Linked DNA regions of Mus musculus: region 1 is linked to region 2. A link is a contact called in public promoter capture Hi-C data. All regions are on one chromosome and are shown on one strand. Each heading gives the region's core, a stretch centred on a gene start, on an enhancer-like site or on the middle of the called end of the contact. The rest is flanking DNA. Distances are from core to core; before and after follow the strand shown. Region 1 holds the start of Slc25a18 (solute carrier family 25 (mitochondrial carrier), member 18). Region 2 overlaps Hdhd5 (haloacid dehalogenase like hydrolase domain containing 5).

Region 1 (5,105 bases), core at 1,829-4,328, 260 kb after region 2:
GTGAGGTGGGACAACAAGCTTTCTACTAGCTTGGCTTAACTTAGCTGCTCTCACTCCATCCTCCCCCTTGGAGTTCAGTGGGGACAGCTGTATGGATATTGAATAATTTATTGAAATGCTGCCTCCCTCCCTCCACCCCATTCTCTGTGGTCCCTTCATTTCTTTAGGCAGGGGATATATCTCTCATTTGACTCGTGGGCCCTAGCCCCACATTGCCAGTCTGCACACAGTATATTGGACATTGCTACAGAAGTGAATGCCCTATGAACTGTCCTGGCCAGGGGGGAATGGTATTTATTTTTATATTGTATATATTTTGTCATGGTCTGCTGGTTCCCTGCTGTTTCACTGAGAGCGACAATTACCTCAATAGTTAGTTTGATGCTGTGTGTTGGATAATTTTTTGAAAGAACTTTTTAAAAAGCTTTTTTGATCTTTGGAGATCTGTAGATTTATTTCCATATGAACTCGTTATTTTGTATAAAGTACATTGTTAAATTAGTAAGGCTTTCGTGTATGTGCCTGGTGTGTGTTCATGTGTCACTTTTATCATCAGGTCAGACTCCTATTTCAACAGTGCCCACCACCTTAAAGGATTCATCTTCATCTCACTTAGATGCCAAGAATCTTCACAGTGGTACAGTCTTAACTATGGCCAGGGCAAAACCCATCACAGCTAGTCTGTGGTACCCACCTGGGACCTTTATCCTCATCCCAGCTACAATGCATGGCTGGTTGCAGGTATCTTCCCAAAAGTGATGGCCATGTTTGGCATTGACTGCTCTCCTTGCAGAGCCTTTGGTGAGCAGTCAGTTGACAGAGACCATAGATAACCTGTAGCTTGTAGTCATCCAAGTTACAGATATCCAGAAGAGGGAGCTGCAAGCCCAATGAAGCTTAGGCTAACCCAATTGTTTTTAGTTCTAGTTCCTGGGAAATGTTTTGATTAGGTAGGTTATGTAATCAACCGTGGTCTTAGACCAAACTACCTAGCTGCTTTTATTATTACACTTTTAAGTAGTCCTCATTCCATAATAATTCAGCCATACATGTGCCTACCCACAATCTCTGGACTCTGAAGACTGCAGGTCAGTTAGTAGCTGGTGGCCAGCTAATGCAACAAGGACTTGTCTCTTTTCCTTCACATGGGTTCTGGGGCTCAAACTCAGATTGGTGGGCTTAAAAAGGTAAACATTTTCATCTGCTGAGCCATCTCTCCAGCTCAAGGCCTCTTCAAAACATACAAAAGTAAAACAACCCAGTCCTGAGAACGTTACACAATAGAAAAGGGCATTTCTTCTATAAAATACGCTGTGTCACTTTATTTTCTAGTGTGGTTGCATGTCTATGTAATTTCTGGAACAAAGTAAGCTTTAGGATGAACACTTTTAGGAAACCTAGGTGTGTACTATGCTGGTCACATTGTTCTCTCTGATGGTGGTGGTTTCTGTTTGCCTGGAGTGGGATGGCAAGTCACTGGCTGCCAGCCCCATGCACCAGCCTCTCAGAAACCCAGCCCAGTTGCATCATGCCTTAGGCATCCAGACAGCTGCTTCCTTGTGCACCCTACTGTCCCTTAGAAAATAGAAACTTGGGAGCCTAACTTATTCTCCACCCAAAACCCCCATATTACATAATTCCTCAACAGGGAAAGCCAGATTACTAAGAATTTAGCTGTGGGCCTGGAGGAATGGCTCAGTGTTAAAAGTACTTGCTTCTCCCAGTACCCACAGAGCAACTCACAACTGCTTGCAATTCCAGTTCCAAGAGATCCAGTGCTCAGTTCTGACTTCCATTGTGCATATAAGATACAGGCAGTCATTTACATGTACAATCCTGTATGTCAATTAAAAATAGATCTACTGTAAACAAAATAGAACTTAATTCTTAGAACTTGATGTAGATCAATTGATAAGAGTGTCTGCGGCCGGTGTGGTGGCGCACACCTTTGATCCCAGCACTCGGGAAGCAGAGGCAGGTGGATTTCTGAGTTCGAGGCCAGCCTGGTCTACAGAGTGAGTTCCAGGACAGCCAGGGCTATACAGAGAAACCATGTCTCAAAAAACAAACAAAAAAGAGTGTCTATACTGTGTGTGAGGCCTCAAGTTCCAACTTCCAACTCCAGATGAAGCTGGGTGTGTGTCAGAGAGGCAGGAAGCTCAAAATCAAGTCCTCTTGTATACATAGCTTACAGCTTAGGATACACAAGATCCTATCTCAAAAGAAAGTGTCTATTCTACACAAATCATTTTGACGAAACAATGCTAAATCCTGTATACAACAAAAAATACTATCTTCTACTACTAGTGAGCTTGATTTTAAAACTTGTTTGTGCAGTATTGTTCTGATCTCTCCCTGAAAATATTAATAACGGAGAAATACCTAGCTGGAGTCTTCTGGAAGGGGAATGGCTTATGATCTGTGGCTATTATGTACATGGTGTCTTTGGCTGTGGCTCTTTTCTCCTGGGTGGCTGTAAATCCTTCCAGCTCGGCCAGGAGTGGCAAAGCTCTGAGCACCGATGCTGCTGCCTGTCAGGGCAGACTTCCCTGTCCTCACCCCCCACTTCGCTCTGGTAGCTTGGCCTTGTTGATCTGTTGCCCTGGATTCAGTTCCTTGAGCTTTTGAAAGGACAGTGTTTGTGCATTTGTTTCTGTCTCCTTTGTGCTTACAAGGCTCACTCCTCTAGTTTCCTGAGGCAGTTTTAGCAAAAGCTTTCAGTGCACAGTGAAGTGCTGTAGCAGCCAAGAAGGCAGCTGGGAAATGCCCAGATTGAGCTATTGTATCCTGGAGTCCCTGCCCCCGTGCCTCCATGACACGAATTTTAATGCAGGTGCCTTGAGACCATTTGAGGAGTGGAAAACCACAACTTGCTCATCCTGTGGGCTCATTTCTGACCACATAGGACCATTCACCCTGGTCTGGCTGAGCAGAGGTTTTGAAGCAGTGAAGCCAGCTCCTCAGATTGTATCACGAGTTTTAACTCTAGGGAAGAGTTAAGTCTTTATAGGAAGGAAGGCAAAGACAAGATCCAGCACAGCCGGGCCTGGAGTATACCAAACACAGATGTGGAGTGACCCCTAAACGCCTTGTCCGTAAGTACAGTTGCCCTTGCTGTCCTTAGGGATCGGTTCCAGAATTCCCAGTGCTAAGTCCCAGTGCTTAAGTCCCCATGTAACTTGGTATTTGCATACCATCTATGCACATGGCCCTGTATATTGTTGTCTCTTTTAAAAACCCCATGTATAGAGCTGTCACGCTGTACTGTTGAGCACTGACGAGAGAAAATGTCTGTGCATACTCAGCACAGAATCCCCACTCCCGCAGTTTGCTGCATCCACTTGAGGCCCAGCAGACTGATGAGCAGCATCTGCCTGGCACTTTGCCTGCTCCTTCAGAATACAGAGGAAAGACTACTGTCCTTTCCTCAGTTAGTAAAGGGGGACACATTGAAGGAAACCAGCCTACAGCAACCAAAGTGCTGGAAGGGATGGTGCTTAGCCAGAGGTGAAGAGGGTGAAGTCTGGTTTGTTACTCATTGCAGCAGGGTGGTTCTTGGTGTGTTCACACCATTTGGCCTGGACAGACATCAGTGCACAGGTTAAGTCTGACCTGGTATCTGTCAGACAGTAACCTACGTTATGAACAAACATCACCTAGAACCTGGTTTAAATGTAGGTTCTGTGCCTTCCTCCTCCTGCCTGATCAGCCCATGAAGTGCCCAGCCCCCTGATGTGAGACACCCTCTTTGATGATGCATCACAGACCATAAGAGCACCCCCATAGTGGAAGGACCTGGCATCAAATCTAGGGCTTTACACCTTTCTGATCTGAGCTGAATTTTACCTTCATACCTAGCGGATATATCTATCTCCACTAACGTCTCCTGAAGAACTATGGAAGGCAGCTTATGTTGCTGACTAAATGGTAACAGATGTCCTCTCATCTATACTTGGGAAGAAATAGCAAAGCTGACGAACTCCCTTACTGTCCACCCTGACTTAGGCCACCTGCTGTCTTCCTTTCATTGGTCTCAGTCCAGTTCAGTTTCCCATTTTCTCTGCACCTCAAAGTTTTCAAACTGTGGCCCTAATATCAAAACTGTAGTCCTTTGCTATCTAACAGCCTACTAATAATACATGATAGTCCCTCAGCTGCTGCAACATTTTAGTTAACAAGCTCCTGCCAGACTGCCTCTTACTGGTTTCCTGGGCTACACAAAACCTGCCTTAAAGAGATTGGTTTTCATGATGCACTCAAGATTGAAAGCCAGCCAGAAAGTTGGAAAGCTTGACTGTGTACCTGTGTCATTAGGGTATCCCGGTAACATAAGACTTGGTCATTGGGCCTGGGGGGTTGGAAATACTGCCTTCCTAGCTGACTTGGGATCTTGCAGGGCCACTCTGGAAGCAAGTAGACCTTTGATCCTGCCTGGAAATTTGCTTAAAGAGAGTTCAGGTGCATCTCTTAACTTTGCTGTACTTTTCCAGACCCATCACCCTTCTTTCTCTCTGCCTGTAACCGAACCAAAGCCAACCAAAGCTGAAGCTGCCTGCTCCCCTGATCTTCCTCTCCTGTGGGTCCTTCCTAGCTGGTGATGTCACCCCGGCTTTTTTTTTTTTTTTTCTTGTTTGATTTGGTTTGGGTTTTTCATTTGAGACACTCATGAAGCCCAAGCAGGTCCAAAATTTGCTTTCTAGCCAAATACATTCTTGATTTCCTGCTTTTCCTTTCTCTACTTCCTGATTGCCACCCTGTGCTCTGGGGATTGGTTGGACTTCATGGATCCTAGGCAGGTACCAACTGAACTACATCCCAGCCCTCCTTTGGTTTAGTTTTTGGTTTTGAGACAGTGCCACTCTGTAGTGAGGGCTGGCTTCGGGCTTATGACAATTTATGTAGTCCCACCATTTGAAGGCTGAGGTTTCAAGTCCTGGAATTACAGGTGGATGCCACTAATATTCACTGAATTCTCTCTTTAATTTGTTGGTTTTTCTTTTATGTGTTCGGGTGTTTGACTTTGTATGCTCCATGTTCTTGCTTAGAGCCCACAGAAGTCATCAACAAGTTAACGCATAATTGTAAACTGCCAATTCAGTTCTTGA
Region 2 (5,804 bases), core at 1,258-3,757:
GACAGATGAGAAGGGAAGGGGAGGGGAGGGGAAAGGAAGGAAGGGAGGCAGAGGGTGTCTAGTTCATGTCCTATCAAGTGATTGCCAAAGTAAGACAAGGGCAGGAACCCTGAGTCTGTTAGCCAGGGTTTAATTTTTTTTTAATTTTTTAATTTAATTTCTTGAGACAGTATTCTGCTGTGTCGTGGGTAGGCCTCAAACTCAAAATCCTTCTGTCTCAGCCTCCAGAATGCTGAGATTAGGGCCATGTGCCAAGTCTAAATCTTGGGCCCTACCTAGTAAAAGGTCCTCCAACATTGGGGGCGGGGGTGGAGTGGGTGGGCGAGCGTTTAACACATGGGCCTCTGAAAGGCAGTCAACATCTAAACTATAGCAGCAGGAAATTTGACAAATGCCAAGGCTGGGGAAGAGCCAAGGGGAAGCTGGAGTAGGACTCCTCTTTAGGGACGCAATGTAAATAGTGCTGACAGAGCCCCACCTGGGAATGGGAGGACGGACAGCAGGAGGAGGTGATGCCCGCCATATTTAGGGAATGAAATGCCACAAACCCTTCAACTCACGAAGAGTACCCTATGTACCACTCTCCCAAACCTCCCCTCACAGGGCTTCTAGCACATTCCACACAAATCCTCACAAGACACAATGTAACAAATATTAGGATAGTTTTTAATTAAAAAAAAAAAAAAAAGCCCCCAAGTCTCTGGGCAGCACTCTAAAATACAGTAAACACTATGGAGAGTGCCAGCCACACCCCTCCCTGGCATGGCACAGCGCTTCCTTCAGTGTGACCAAAGGCTCTCCCTCCACAAGTTTCCACATAACGTTGCACTGTGCGGTTTTTAAAGTCCTGACTGAGGCAGGTGTGATGGCACCCACCTTTGATGCCAGCACTGGGGAGGCAGAGGCAGGCAGATCTGAGTTTCAGGACAACCTGGGCTACATAGTGAGTTCCAGGACAGCGGGAACTACAATAGTGAGACGCTGTCTGGAAAAAGAAGGTCCTCACTGAGAGGACCTGACACTGAGGCACAGAGGTAAAGGGACCAGCATGAGGTCAGACTGCAAGAGACGCACAGGAAGGGCCCAGAAATCCATCCCTTCTCCTGAGATGCTGCCCCAAGGGCTTTCTGTAGCTACTGAAGCTACAGTCTTCTCTGTCCCAGGAAGTAATGGCAAGAAGCCAGGCTTGGACTTGATGCCTGTGACCCAGACCACAGCCGGGCACACAGGATTCCCTGAGCGCATGCTCCAACAGCCCCCTCTGCCTCTGCTACATCTCCGTCCCCTCAAGCCCAACCCTCCTGGTGGAAAACCAGCTGCACAGCTTCGTTTACATCATGAACAATGTGGGAGGCTTCTAGGAGCCCTGGACTGAAGCTGAAGTCTCGGTGTCCGTGGAATGGAAGCTCTCTCCTTCCAGGAGGAGGCACTTGGGAGCCTGGGTCCTGAGAACTGTATATGCCAGTGCATACCAGGATGGAAGCACAACTCTGGGTTGCTGAAGGCCGCTGCTTCTGTTGCCCACCAGTCTGCTGTTCCTCCTCTCCACGATTGGCCATTTGCAGGTACTGATGGAATAGGTTGGCACCGTAGACATCAGACATAGGGTTATCACTGGCAGGGCAGCAATACCAGAGGGCAAAGAAGAAAAAAACCTTAGTTTAGTGTTTCGAAGCTATCAGAACAGCCTGGAGGTGGTGTGACTCAGCTTCGGGGAAGCCTGGGTGGTGTGGGCAGAGGGAAAGAAAAGCAGCTATGATAATGGAGAGGCAATGGACTTACCCTATAGCATACAGCTTCCTGATGGGGGCGGCCCAGCCCCGCCTCTCAGCCTGCTGCCTGATCACGTCCTCTGCATACTGGTAAGTAAGGATGCTGGGTTTGCCCATCAGACCCTCGTATTTCAGCTCATTGCCTGTTATTTTCCGGTAGATGGTTTCCAGGCAAAGCAGAAAGGTGCCATGACCAAACCTGCCCAAGAAGAGATCTCAGCAACTTAGCCTTGAGGCCATCTGCCACTCTCTAAGCTGTCTCCAAGCAACCGACCTGTATCCCTCCCCTAGAGTCATTCACATGAAGAAACTGAGGCAAGAGCAGGCAGTTTCCCCAGGGTAGCAAAACTAGGGTGAAAACCCTGAAAGGCTCACTCCCAAAACATTGTATTTTGGGTTTTAAAAAATTAATTTTATGTACCCACATGTGCCACAGTGAGCATATGGTGGTCAGAGGACAACTTTCTGGAGTCAGTCTCTCATTCCAACTTTATATGGGTCCCAAGGCTCAAACTCAGGTGGTCAGCTTGATAGCAGGCATTTACCCACGATGCCATCGTACCTGGCCCCCAAACCCTAACACTGGTGCTCCACAACTGTTGGCTGCCAGAGTGTGCTCACTGCCTCCCCTGCAGCTAGGTGTGGCCACCTAGTACACGCGTGAGCCCCACTGAACAGTCGCAGAAGCAGAGGTGCTGGCCTGGCTGTGACAAGAGGTCACAAGGAGGCACGCTCTTCCTGACCTTACACAGCCCCACAGCTCAAGGCGTGGTCCCAGCTGAGGATCCCTTGGCTGGCGCTAGAGTCTTCAGCCAGCTGAAACTGGAAACACATCCCTGGAGGCTCCCTCCTGTCTACCTCACTGCCTCCTAGCTATCAAAAGGGAACAGTTTTGCTCCACAACTTGCTTCCTATCACAATATTAGGGTCACCACAAGCACCAAATCAATAGAGCAGAAATTAACCTTCCTCCTTTTAGGTTGTTTATTCAAGTATTTGGTCAGTGTTGCAAGCTAACAGCCCACTCGACTGCTTCCTGCCCTCTGAAATGCTAATGTGATGGCTAACACTCAGGCAGCCATTTAGAATTATACAGGCATAGCCTAAGGAGTGTGCTGCAGAAAGGAGTAAGTGTCCTGAATAAAGACTGCCCGTAGCCTGATTGCTACCTTCTTTAATAAGAAAGCCAGTATGCCACCTTGTGTAAAGTGTGTCTGTGTTCTGTCCTCAGCGCTGACCCAATCCTAACAGACACTGCGCTTGGCATGTAATATTCAATGTCCCCCGTTTACATACAAATTTCATTTCCTGGCTGGGGGTGGTGATGCACACCTTTGAACTCAGCACTTGGGAGGTCAAGAAGCAAACAGGTCTCTTCAAGTTCAAGTTCAGCCGTCTTATATAGGGGATTCTAGGCCAACTGTCAGAACTCAGTCAAAAGACTGACCATGGTGAACAATATCTTGGGGAACTGTGAGAGAGGCGACAGGAAAAAAAGAGGTACGTTTTGTTGCTGGATGTGAGTTTTGTGCCTCCGATGCAAACATTTGCATTCAACTTATAAGGCATGCTTATTCTTTTTTTTTTTTTTTTTTAAAGTTTTTTTCGAGACAGGGTTTCTCTGTGTAGCCCTGGCTGTCCTGGAACTCACTTTGTAGACCAGGCTGGCCTCGAACTCAGAAATTCTCCTGCCTCTGCCTCCCGAGTGCTGGGATTAAAGGCATGTGCCACCACGCCTGGCGGCATGCTTATTCTTGTTGGATGTCAGAACACAGCTATAGAACCCACTCTGGTCAGTGTGCCCTGCATCTGGACATGGCCTCCTGCCTCGCTTTCATGCTTTCCCAGATATCATCTATAGTACGCACCAGGCAATTGTGTTTAAGTTGGTCTGTCCTGAGGAAGCTCTGAGAAAGGGCTGTGCTGTTAGGTTAATATTTAGTATGCACTCACTGGTGTTCATTTCCATGTTCATCTGAACCACACGACCTTCCCTGGGTCACTGCTTTCTTTGTCACAGTTGTGTATAAAAGTGAGTGCACTGAAGCTGAAGTAAGGCTGTCCACGGCATTAGACTACAGTCCGCCCTGTTCTTTCAAGTCCTCATGAGGATCCCAGGTCTCCAGAGAATCAGATTTCCTCATTGGCCAAAGTCAACACCAATCAGGTGGGCTAAACAGGGAGACCCCATCTCAAACAACACAGCATTACAACAACAACAAAAGAATTTCATTTCCTTTTTGTTTCTTTGTTTTTATTTTGTGAAGCAGGATTTTGCTGTATCCCAGGCTGGCCTAGAACTACACATGAAGTCCACATAGTGTCACACATGTGGTTCTCCTGCCTCTGTCTTCTCTTGTGTACCACAACAACCAGCTAACTTCGGGATCACGGAGTAAACAGAGGCAGACATGGTGACACACGCCTGCAATCCCAGCACTCAGGAGGCTGGTGGAGGAAATTATGATTTAAGGCTAGCCTGTACTCCACTGTGAGTCACAGACAAATCAAAGCTAACGAGTGAGACTCTGTCTCAAAACGATACAAAAATAATTGTGTGGGGGAAAAAAATCTCAAATATGGCTTCTTTGAATAAAAACAAAAGTTACCTCAAATCTGGCCCATGCCCTGTTCTCCTTGTGCTTCTCACCTGGCAGCTACAGGCCCTGAATCGCATGTCACAACTGTGGTGGCTTGAGCAGGTAGTGTGTGAATGCTTGGCCCACGGGGACTGGCACTATTAGGAGGTGTGGCCTTGTTGGAAGAACACTGTCACTGTGAAGTCCTATGTTCCAGCTCCACCCAGTCCCTTCCTGCTGCCTGCCAGTCAGGATCAGACCTCTCAGCGCCTCCAGCACCATGTCTTCTGCACACTGCCATGTTTCCCACCATGATGATAACTAAACTTCTGAAACTGTAAGCCAGCCCCAATGACATGTTGTCCTATATAAGAATTCCCTTAGTCATGATGTCTCTTCATAGAAATAAAACCCAAACCAAGGCACTAACTCAGAGACAGTATCTAACCTCAGGCTACAGAATACACTTAAATGTGACACAAACTACAGGGGAATTGAGGCAGGAAGGTAATGAGCTGAAGTCAAGTTGGGCTGTATGGTACAGTATCACCCTAGCTCACAGAAAGAGAAAGAAAAGGAGGGAGAGAGGGAGAGTCACAGGGAGGAAGTCCTGCCTCTTTGAGGCCAAGTCTTGGGTCTAAACCACCCTCTGCTGACTATACACAGCCTCTGGAAGTCCATGACAGAGTGAGAAGATACTATATGCTGTCATCAGCTGGCTTCAGTCAGGATCCCTGAGGGCCACAAAAGAGGTCCTGACACTGATGTCGCACAGCTGAGCTCAGCTCTCGCCTCGGCAGCACAGGCACAATCCTGGTTTACCGTCCCAGCTTCCCATCTCTAGCATGCATATGAAAGCAAACGAGGAAGAAGCTTGACTGCGTACCCACTGGCTGACCGCGTACCCACTGGCTGACCGCGTACCCACTGGCTGACCGCGTACCCACTGGCTGACCGCGTACCCACTGGCTGCATACCCACTGGTATCCCTTACAGTCGCCCATTTGGTGGTGTGTTGAGGTCATCAGGGATGGGCACATACTAAAAACCACTCAACACATCTCCATGCTCAGCAGTCTGCAGTTTTAGTTTAATAATTGATATGAAGAAACTTTTGAAAGCTTTTACTCTCAGAGGCCAGGTTATGGTGGCACCTCCAAGGCTCACAAGGTAAAGATCAGGGACACCGTGTTCTCACCTGGGCATCTTGGCTTCAGCCATCCACAGGAGGTCCATGTTGCTAGCCAGAACAGGCAGGTGGGGATACGGAGCTGTTGCCAGGCCAGTTCCGGGGTGGCCGTTACTAAGAAGGACATCCATAATCAGCTGCAGGTTTGTCTCCCAGCGGACTGGCTCCCCAAGAAGGAGGACCCCTAAAAATCAGAGGCACAGGGATGAGGGAGCAGGGTGCTTGCCCTGCCCTTTGTGGTGGGTAGGTTGAAGCTCCTTCAGA

What was found. Promoter capture Hi-C pulls out the DNA fragments that hold promoters and counts their contacts.
Region 1: a contact with region 2 is called in a promoter capture Hi-C map of trophoblast stem cells, with 3 times the contacts expected there. The contact joins the promoter of Slc25a18 here to the enhancer-like site in region 2. A contact is called at or near these places in 14 of 39 promoter capture datasets (the C10 cell line, the HPC-7 cell line, cranial neural crest and 11 more), 5 of 115 datasets of contacts at active chromatin or transcription factors (embryonic basal ganglia, embryonic forebrain, embryonic midbrain and 2 more) and 1 of 9 other capture datasets (pancreatic islet).

Annotation. Positions count from the first base shown.
Region 1 is chr6:120,770,690-120,775,794 of GRCm38.p6, forward strand. Slc25a18 (solute carrier family 25 (mitochondrial carrier), member 18) reads left to right here and starts at 3,079. Exons shown (of 10, transcript NM_001081048.2): 1 at 3,079-3,095. Cecr2 (CECR2, histone acetyl-lysine reader) reads left to right here. Exons shown (of 19, transcript NM_001368706.1): 19 at 1-502.
Region 2 is chr6:120,508,849-120,514,652 of GRCm38.p6, forward strand. Hdhd5 (haloacid dehalogenase like hydrolase domain containing 5) reads right to left here. Exons shown (of 8, transcript NM_144815.2): 6 at 5,550-5,724; 7 at 1,783-1,971; 8 at 646-1,614. The coding sequence ends at 1,287. Among named protein-coding and RNA genes, the nearest start is that of Gm38888, 11 kb to the left of the region's middle. Within about 2 kb of position 2,508, at least 34 of the 459 cell types and tissues checked have an H3K27ac peak or open chromatin away from gene starts, as enhancers often do. A contact at or near this core is called in embryonic stem cells, epiblast stem cells, hippocampal neurons and 2 more, where this site is marked.